2 separate regions of the Sus scrofa genome follow, and region 2 is linked to region 1. The links are chromatin contacts, called in public HiChIP or PLAC-seq maps. All regions are on one chromosome and are shown on one strand. The core of a region is the stretch at or near the end of the contact, and the rest is flanking DNA. Distances in the headings are between cores, read along the strand shown.

Region 1 (4,018 bases), core at 681-3,180:
TCCGGGTCTGTCTGCTCCCTCTCTTTACCCACAACCACTGTGCCTCCCCTTTTCCCAATGCCCCACCTCTCTCCAGTTTAAAAAAAAAAAGAGGGGTGGGGGTGATATATTCCCTCTTCCTTAGCTTTCCCTAGCAGGGCCTGGAAGCTGGAGGAAATTCAAATCAAATTAACTGCACATTAAAAAATAAACAGACAAGCCATCAGGGGGGTGCCCACCCAACAAAAGACTTCGCCCGTTCCAAAATATGATTAAGCCTGTGTGGAAGAGAGGGAGGGAGATTAGAAACTAACAGGGATGGAGAGAGAAACGCGTGGATCTGGGGCCCCAGCGTCGGCCCATCGCAGCCAAATTCCAAATTTTGTTTCAAGAACTTGCTGGACTGAAGAGAACAGAAATTAAAGTTTTTCCTTTCAAGAAAGTCCGCAAACGGTAATGTCTGGATAAACTGCCATTGCTTTCCCTCCGTCAGGAACAGCAGAGTAGGTGGTGAGGTTCGAAAAGCTCCAACCCCAACCGCGCACTCCTGGAAGCCTCCCGCCAACGGCGCCGCCAGGCAGCCCAGCCCCGTCTCCAGGGACACTGGGCCCGGGTGCTCCGGATCCCACCGGGCGCCCAGACCGGACCTTTGGGAAACTTCGCGGGCATAGCCGGAGGCCCCACTTTCGCCCAGAATGACAGGCCCTTCCCACGCCGGCAGGCCCCCGCCGCGCCGAGAGCACCAGACGGTCCGCGCACCCCTCCCGGCCGCCTCGGGGCGCGGATTCCTCCCGCCCGCCCCACCCCCGGCCCGGGCGCCCCTTGGGGTGACCCACTGACCGGAGCTACGCTGGCCCACACACCGGGTCGCCCGCTCCTTCCCGCCGTGCCCCACTCCCCCGCCCGAGCTTCCAGCCTCTAGGCTCGCCGAGTCCAGCCGCGGCCGCCGGTTACCGCCCCCAGCCCGGGGGGAGCCCGGGGGGCAGGACGGGGAGGGAGGACGTGGCGCGCACTGAGGTGGCCAGCGGCTAGGCGGGGAGTGTCCCGGGGAGGCCTGGCCTGGGCGGGGGGCCGGTGCGGGCTCGGGACCCTCCCTGTGTGCATCCAAGGGTCGGAGGTCCTGGCCCGCCCCGCCTGGCGCAGAGAGGCGGCCCCAACTTCTAGCCCCTCTTTGCACGCCCGCCCTCCTCCCTTTACCATATGGAAATCTACAGCCTCAGAAAGTGACACGTCGAAGATTCCTCGGCCTCTCCGCCCGCCCTCCCCCTCCTGGGCAGCGTTCCTGCCGCGGAGATTCCGGGAGGGGGAGCGGATTCCTCGGACAAAATCTGCTGGGAAGGCTGGGGAGGGCGAGGGGGGGAGGGAAAGCCCGGGAGCCACTGCCCAGATATTTTTTCCCCGATCAAGAAGAATCTACCCGTTTCTTTCCTTCCTCCAAGCCTTCACCAGCTGGGGGGACGAGCGGGGACCCGGAGCCCAGTAAGACGCGGCCCCAAAGGGGAGGCCGACCCCCTCCTGGGCCCCGTGTTCCCGGGGTGCCCAGAGGAGCGCGGGGCGCTCAGGCACTCTGGCGCCAAGTTTTCTCGGGAAGTCTGGCGCGCCCGGAGCGCTCCGGGACAGGCAAGCACTTTGGCGGACTCAGCGTCCGGCTGGGGCTTTCCAGCGCGCTGGGACCCCAGCGGCTGAGACGCGGGGTCCGGATCCCCTCCAGTCTCCTGCTCCTGCACGCCTTACCTTCCCTCGGGCTGAAACGCGGGGCTCCGGGCGCGCCACACACCGGGTCTACCACGCCTTCCCAGCCGCCAGCCCCGAGGATCCCTGCCGCCCCTTTGCTGCTCCCGCCGCCGCCGCCGCCACCGCTCTCCTCCGCCTCCGGCCGCAGCCGCCGCTCAAATAACTACCAGGAGGGTTAGATGGGGGATTCCGCCATGTCAATGATGTCGGGACCACATGGGGATTTGAGGCCCGCCCACTGCCGTAATCTGCCGAGTATAACCGCCGTTTTAAGTAAAGATTCGCAGGAACTATGGGATCCTCCTTCCCCACTAGGCCTGCATAACTATCCTAAAACTCTTTTTGGTTCAGCCAGAATAACGTAAAGGCTTAGGGAACGAGCAACTCCTGAAAGGCGAAGACTTCATGTTCTGCAAATGATTGCAACATCAATATAAATGCAGTGTCTGCTAAGTAATAATCAGAGTTGAGACTGACATTTTTTCATGTATTAACTTTTTTAAAAATCCCCACAACCTTGTGAGCTATTTTGTCACCTCCCTTCTCTGTTTCCCATAGAACTTTGTTCATATGGTTTATACAGCGTGAACAGATTATATCAAAGTTCAGTACCCAATATGCGCTCACAAGAGCAGAGACTCTTTATTCATATCTGTATTTCTGTATCAAACATAGAACAACGCGAAGGCCACAACAGCTTTCATTAAGTAATTGCTAAGTTTATATTAAGTCAAATGTCATGTCTCAGAAATTCCTGCCCTGGCTCAGTGGAAACTAATCTGGTTAGCATCTATGAGAAGGCAGGTTCCATCCCTGGCCTCGCTTAGTGGGTTAAGGATCTGGCAACGCGGTGAACATGATGTAAGTTGCCGACATGGCTCAGATCTGGCGTTGCCGTCGCAGAGGCGGGCAGCTACAGCTTCGATTCACCCCTAGCCTGGGAACCTCCATAGGCTGCAGGTGCGGCCCGAAGAAAGAAAAAAGAACAAAAAAAGTCATGTATCCTGTCGTACAGACTCAAAATGGTTATCAGACTGCATCCCATCCCACCTTTCAAATTATCCAGGGAAACAAGTAGAAGTTATCCCAGAGAGGCCACCTTCCTTTTTAGCTTCCCAGGTATTCGAAATAATCACATTTAGCCTCAATTGTTAGCCTACAAAGCAGAAGTAGGTAGTAACCAGGAGGCAACCTATTACTCTCATTGACCTAAAAAATATATAACAACCATTTATCAAATAAAGTTATTGTACAAAGTACTGCATTAAAGCCAGAAGAATATAAAAGAATACTGAGAAATAGCTCCTTTCCCTGTGGAATTTGCAATTCTTTTTTGGAGATGAGGGGGATAATGGCAAATCCAGACAAGTGGGGTCCTCCCTGGCTTATAAATCCTAACCAGCTTCTTTCCCCAAATATTCGCAAAGGGTGTCTTGAAGCCATCTTTCTAGAACATGGTTCCAATCCTAGGTCATAGTTCTGCATTGGAAGAGTTGTGGGGAAGCAGAGGTTCTCCAGCTCCTGCCTCAGTGTCTCACTTGTTCCTGAGCCCTGGCCTCCAATCCAGCTGAATTCATATATTTTAATCACCTCTGCCCCTCTGTCTGAAGCATACTTTTTCCTCTAGCCTCTCTGAAGATCATTTCCTCATCTTTGATCACTCCCTCCCTTCCTGTAGCCTCACAGCTCTTTTCCCCACAATCTCAAAATTCTTTTCAGTTCTCACATTGCTCTAAAGTTAGTATGTATCTCTTCCACTTGACTGGATCTCGTTCATTTTTGTATATCCAGCATCATCCTAGCATTGTGCTTTGAATATAGTGACCCCCTTATAAATGTTGTTGAATAAATTAATTCTAAAGTATGTAGAAGAACCTGAATTACTAGGTAAAAGGAAAAACTTCAGAGGGTAGAAGTTTGAATTCAAGTATAGAGATACATGCTTGGCCAAGGAGGTAAAAGTAGACAAGAGAAATTCAGAAGACAGAATTAGATCTCCCAATTTCTTCCACTAGGCCAAATTAGTTCTATGAAGAATCGATGATACAAAATGCCTTAAAATTTAAAATGTATGTTCGTAGGTATATAACCTCAGTATGTCATTTGTCTTCTTACCCTAATATCTAGCATCAGTTTTGACAGAGAATAGAAACACATTAAATGTTTCCAAAATGAGAGGAAGTATGGTGTAGTGGGAAAAGCAAGGAAATTATAATTACACAAAAGCCAGTAACATTGGGCGAGTTTTTTAAGTTCTCTGAGCCTGGGTCATTTACTTTTTAAGTGGTGATACTGACTTCCTGCT
Region 2 (3,762 bases), core at 485-2,984, 270 kb before region 1:
TACGCAGAAAACTGCCTTGAAAGTGGCCTGCTCTTCTGATATGGAGTCTCCCAGAGGAGGACGCAGTTGCAAAAGATCCACAAAAATGCAGGGCCAGTTCTCAGGCCCCAAGGCTCTAAACATTACATCCCACCAGGGTCGCCACAAGGTGACATGGCCAGGAAAGGTCACACCTTTCCAAGTTATGAAAACTGATCTGTTTCAGGGGAAAACTGAAACTGATGGCCAGAGCTGAAAAGCCAGTGACACCTGCATGTTCCATTTTTAGTTTGCTCATTACCACCTTACAGTCACAATTTCCTTGATTGAAATACTAAAGGATTGTCTATGCACAATTATTAAAGGAGAAAAGTAGGCATCCAACCCTCTTGCAGAACTATTAGTGAGGAATTTCCAAGTGAATTCTGTGAATGGTGATATGGCCTTAGGGACAATGGATTCAGGACAGCTGATGTATCAGCTCCCCCTGTACTTCACATTTCTGTTTTTGGTTCCCCATTAGGGCCACACCTGCCTTCAGAGGCCAGCAGGTGGTAAGCAATTGATGAAAGCAGCTTTTCCCAAGGTCAACTTAGCACAGCATGCCCAGTCTTAGCAGAAACAAAGGCCGGATACTCACTGGCCTCTGGGCTGCTGCTCTCTCATTCTTGAAGGTCTTTCTAGAGACTTGTCAGCAGGACTTGATGCCCTGTGCTCTTATGTTCCTAACACCTTCAGAATTTTACAGTAATTATTTCATTGGAATGGTGATTAAAAATTGAGCAAAAGGATAAAGTATTCTGGGAACTCTAACCAGTGCTGATATAATAAAAATGTGGGGACAGCCAGACATTCATTGTGGGATGTGGATGGGGTCACTTCACCCCAAGCTGTGGTTCTCAGACCAGGTGCCACAGCAAAGGGTGGGGTATGACTCCTGAAGCTAAACTTGCTTCAAGACTGAGGGATATCTGCTTCCCTCTCAGGCAGGGATCTGCTCCTTTCTGTAACTGGCTACCTTTCTGCCTTTTGAGCTCATTTCTACAACCCCCTGGGTGCCAGAGAGGCCATGGGTGTGTGGCTGGGGGAGGAGAGCTCTGGCTCTGGAGAGGGCTGGGGGTGGGGGAAGTGACCCCAGCAAACCCTCTCCCATCCTGCTGGCCCTATATTCCACTAGGGTGTAGTCTGGAAAGAGACCTGGTACCAGGGGCACCAGGCTTAGAAATGACCAGCAGAAGGTTTGGAGGGAGAGCTGGAGCCTCGTGTGCCCACACTGCCTGCAGGTCAGATGTTGCTCTTCTCTATTTGTACATTTCCTTAAAGAATATTGCACTGCAGAACATACAAGGATTCTTGTGTTGGCACAAGGCCTAGAGTAGGTGAGAGTCAATTAGCCAGAAATCTCCAGGAAAGCTCACCAGGGCTGACCAGCACAGATCACAAGGATGGAGGGACTATAAAGAGAACAGGGGAAGACAAGAATTAGGATGGAAGTGAGGATGACATGGAAGGAGAGCAAGAAGGGGAAGGGCAGGAGAAGGCCCCAAATAAACAACTTCACATTTTGTGGTAGCTAGTCCACAGTGGGTCCTGTTGATTATAAACAGTCATCCGACAGAGCTCCTCCATTTCATCTGAGGCTGTAGAATGTTTCAATTCAAATTCAAAGGGATGGTGGCCAACAACTGAGTCATCATTACCATTTCCTGCAGCACCTGGGTTTTCCTTGGAAGTCTCCCATTCAAGCACTCCACTTCTCTGACCTTAGTTAACTTCTGAGGCCATGGTCCAAGGCAGAGAAGCAGCACTGGACACACATACACACACACATGCACAGCTCTGAAAAGATACGTGAAAGAAAGCAAGCCTCCTCCTTACTTGTAAACTCTATCTCGGTATAAAACCTCAACCACAAGGGCCATAGAGGGTGGTTTCACTTTCCAATCATGCCACCTTAAAATGAAATCCACCTAATCTGTAAAACATACCGGTTAAGTCTGAGATTTCACCAATCTGTACATAAGAACTATTCACAAGTGTCCTAAGAACAATAGATCATTGTGTTTGGTAACTGGAACTCTAGCTGTTCAGATGCAACCCAGATGGGAAAACATGCTTCTACAAAAAGTGATGAAGAATGCCCTTTTCACATCAAAATTTCATCATGAGAATTTTATCCACTTTCCTTTTACATTTGGTTAAAATATTTTTTTTCCACACTTGTCAAGTGACTTTTTGCCTCAGGATGTGTGCGTTTTAAATCTTTCGATGGCCCTAGATTTAAGTCACAAAGACTAGTTAACTCGCATTATGCCCCAAATTCCACATTTCCTATTTTTAAAATTCTTAGTCTGATTGCTCAATCATAGAAAGAGAATAAAACAAAGGTAAATGAATGAACAGAATGAAGATCTACAAGAACAGTATTACTGCTTTTTAGAAAGAAGATTTCCGCATCCAGCATTTCCTGCCGCAGATTCTGTGTAGAGTGTTAGCGAGGCCAGAAAAGGGGCACAATTCAGCACAGAGTGGCCTCAAGTATAAGAAGACTTCACCGTGGATACCATTCGAGGCCTGTGGTGACAGGAACAGCAAAGGGGCCTCCTGTACTAGGATGGTCTGGTTGGTATGGCAATTGCACATGGATAGGAGAGACCTCTGGTGCTGCTCCATGCTCTCACAGAGAGTATTCAGCAGTGCTACAGCAGACTTTACACACAGCACTCCAAAAGAAACAAGTAGGCTTCCCAAGCTACAGCGTGGTTTACCTTATCAAAACCATCCACGCAGGTTGGCCCTGGGCAGCCAAGATAACAAAGCAGTCAATGCTTAATACTCATCAATGCCTGGCCAGATACTAGGGCCTTCAAAATAGATAAGACCTTGTCTTTTCTTTCAGTAGCATTTCTTGCAAATAAGCCAAGTAAATATATTTGAATGCGCAATTCATTATACTACTTCAGTCCTTCTTCATTTTCCACAGTCAATAACTATTGGTTTAAATTTTTCTCTACTTATATTCTTGTGTTTAGTATATCTTAAAAAAAGAATAAAATGGCATTTTTTCAGCAATTTCATTTTTGAAAAGTGTTTTAAATGGATGAACACAAAAATATGATTACCTCATCCCATTCTAAAAGGTAGTTGGTGATTTTTGAACCGTTGTCAATTGGTGCCTAGAAAAAAAAGAGAGAGAATTAGAGAAAGCTGTTCATAGACAACAGTTATGACCATCCACATAGTCTTATGCTCTCCCCACAGGCTGGTAACCCTGGGTACCTTCTGCATCTCCCTGGTCAAGTATCACAAACCAATTTTGATATAAATCAACTAGTAGAGAGTGATGCAACTATTAATAAATAAATCCCACCCCATAAAGTGCCAAGCCTATCTTCTCCACCACCTCTACCTTTACACCCACGTGGTGACCTAATTCCTCTCGGTATAAACCTTTTAAGTTCAAGAGTGGAGGAAGGAAAACAGCAGAGAAACTGAGGCACTGCTTGTGGTCCAACAGGGTTAAGCTGACCCAGCTAGGTTCAAGAGTCCAGAGGGTGCATATTTTTTGTAACTTCCCCCATACAGCTTTTCTTCTTTTCCTTCTTTTTTTTTTTTTGTAAAGAACTTAAGATTAGAAAACCTGTGGCATTAAGATTGCCCTTTATTTCTTTTCTTTTTCTATTTCTTTTTTGATTATTTGTTTGTACCTGCAGCATGCGGAAGTTCCTAGGCTCAGATCTGAGTGATCTGAGCCACAGCAGTGACAATGCTGGATCCTTAACT

What was found. HiChIP or PLAC-seq counts read pairs in DNA pulled down with a chosen protein or histone mark.
Region 2: an H3K27ac HiChIP or PLAC-seq map of skeletal muscle shows a contact between it and region 1. The contact joins the enhancer-like site here to the promoter of FNDC3B in region 1. A contact is called at or near these places in 3 of 5 promoter capture datasets (fetal liver, liver and skeletal muscle), 7 of 47 Hi-C or Micro-C datasets (alveolar macrophages, embryonic fibroblasts, fetal heart ventricle and 2 more) and 2 of 2 datasets of contacts at active chromatin or transcription factors (alveolar macrophages and skeletal muscle).

Annotation. Positions count from the first base shown.
Region 1 is chr13:110,585,376-110,589,393 of Sscrofa11.1, reverse strand. It overlaps FNDC3B (fibronectin type III domain-containing protein 3B), which reads right to left and starts at 1,930. Exons shown (of 26, transcript XM_021069801.1): 1 at 1,714-1,930.
Region 2 is chr13:110,853,318-110,857,079 of Sscrofa11.1, reverse strand. FNDC3B (fibronectin type III domain-containing protein 3B) reads right to left here. Exons shown (of 26, transcript XM_021069801.1): 11 at 3,102-3,155. Among named protein-coding and RNA genes, the nearest start is that of GHSR, 130 kb to the left of the region's middle. Within about 2 kb of position 1,734, at least 9 of the 83 cell types and tissues checked have an H3K27ac peak or open chromatin away from gene starts, as enhancers often do. A contact at or near this core is called in fetal liver and skeletal muscle, where this site is marked.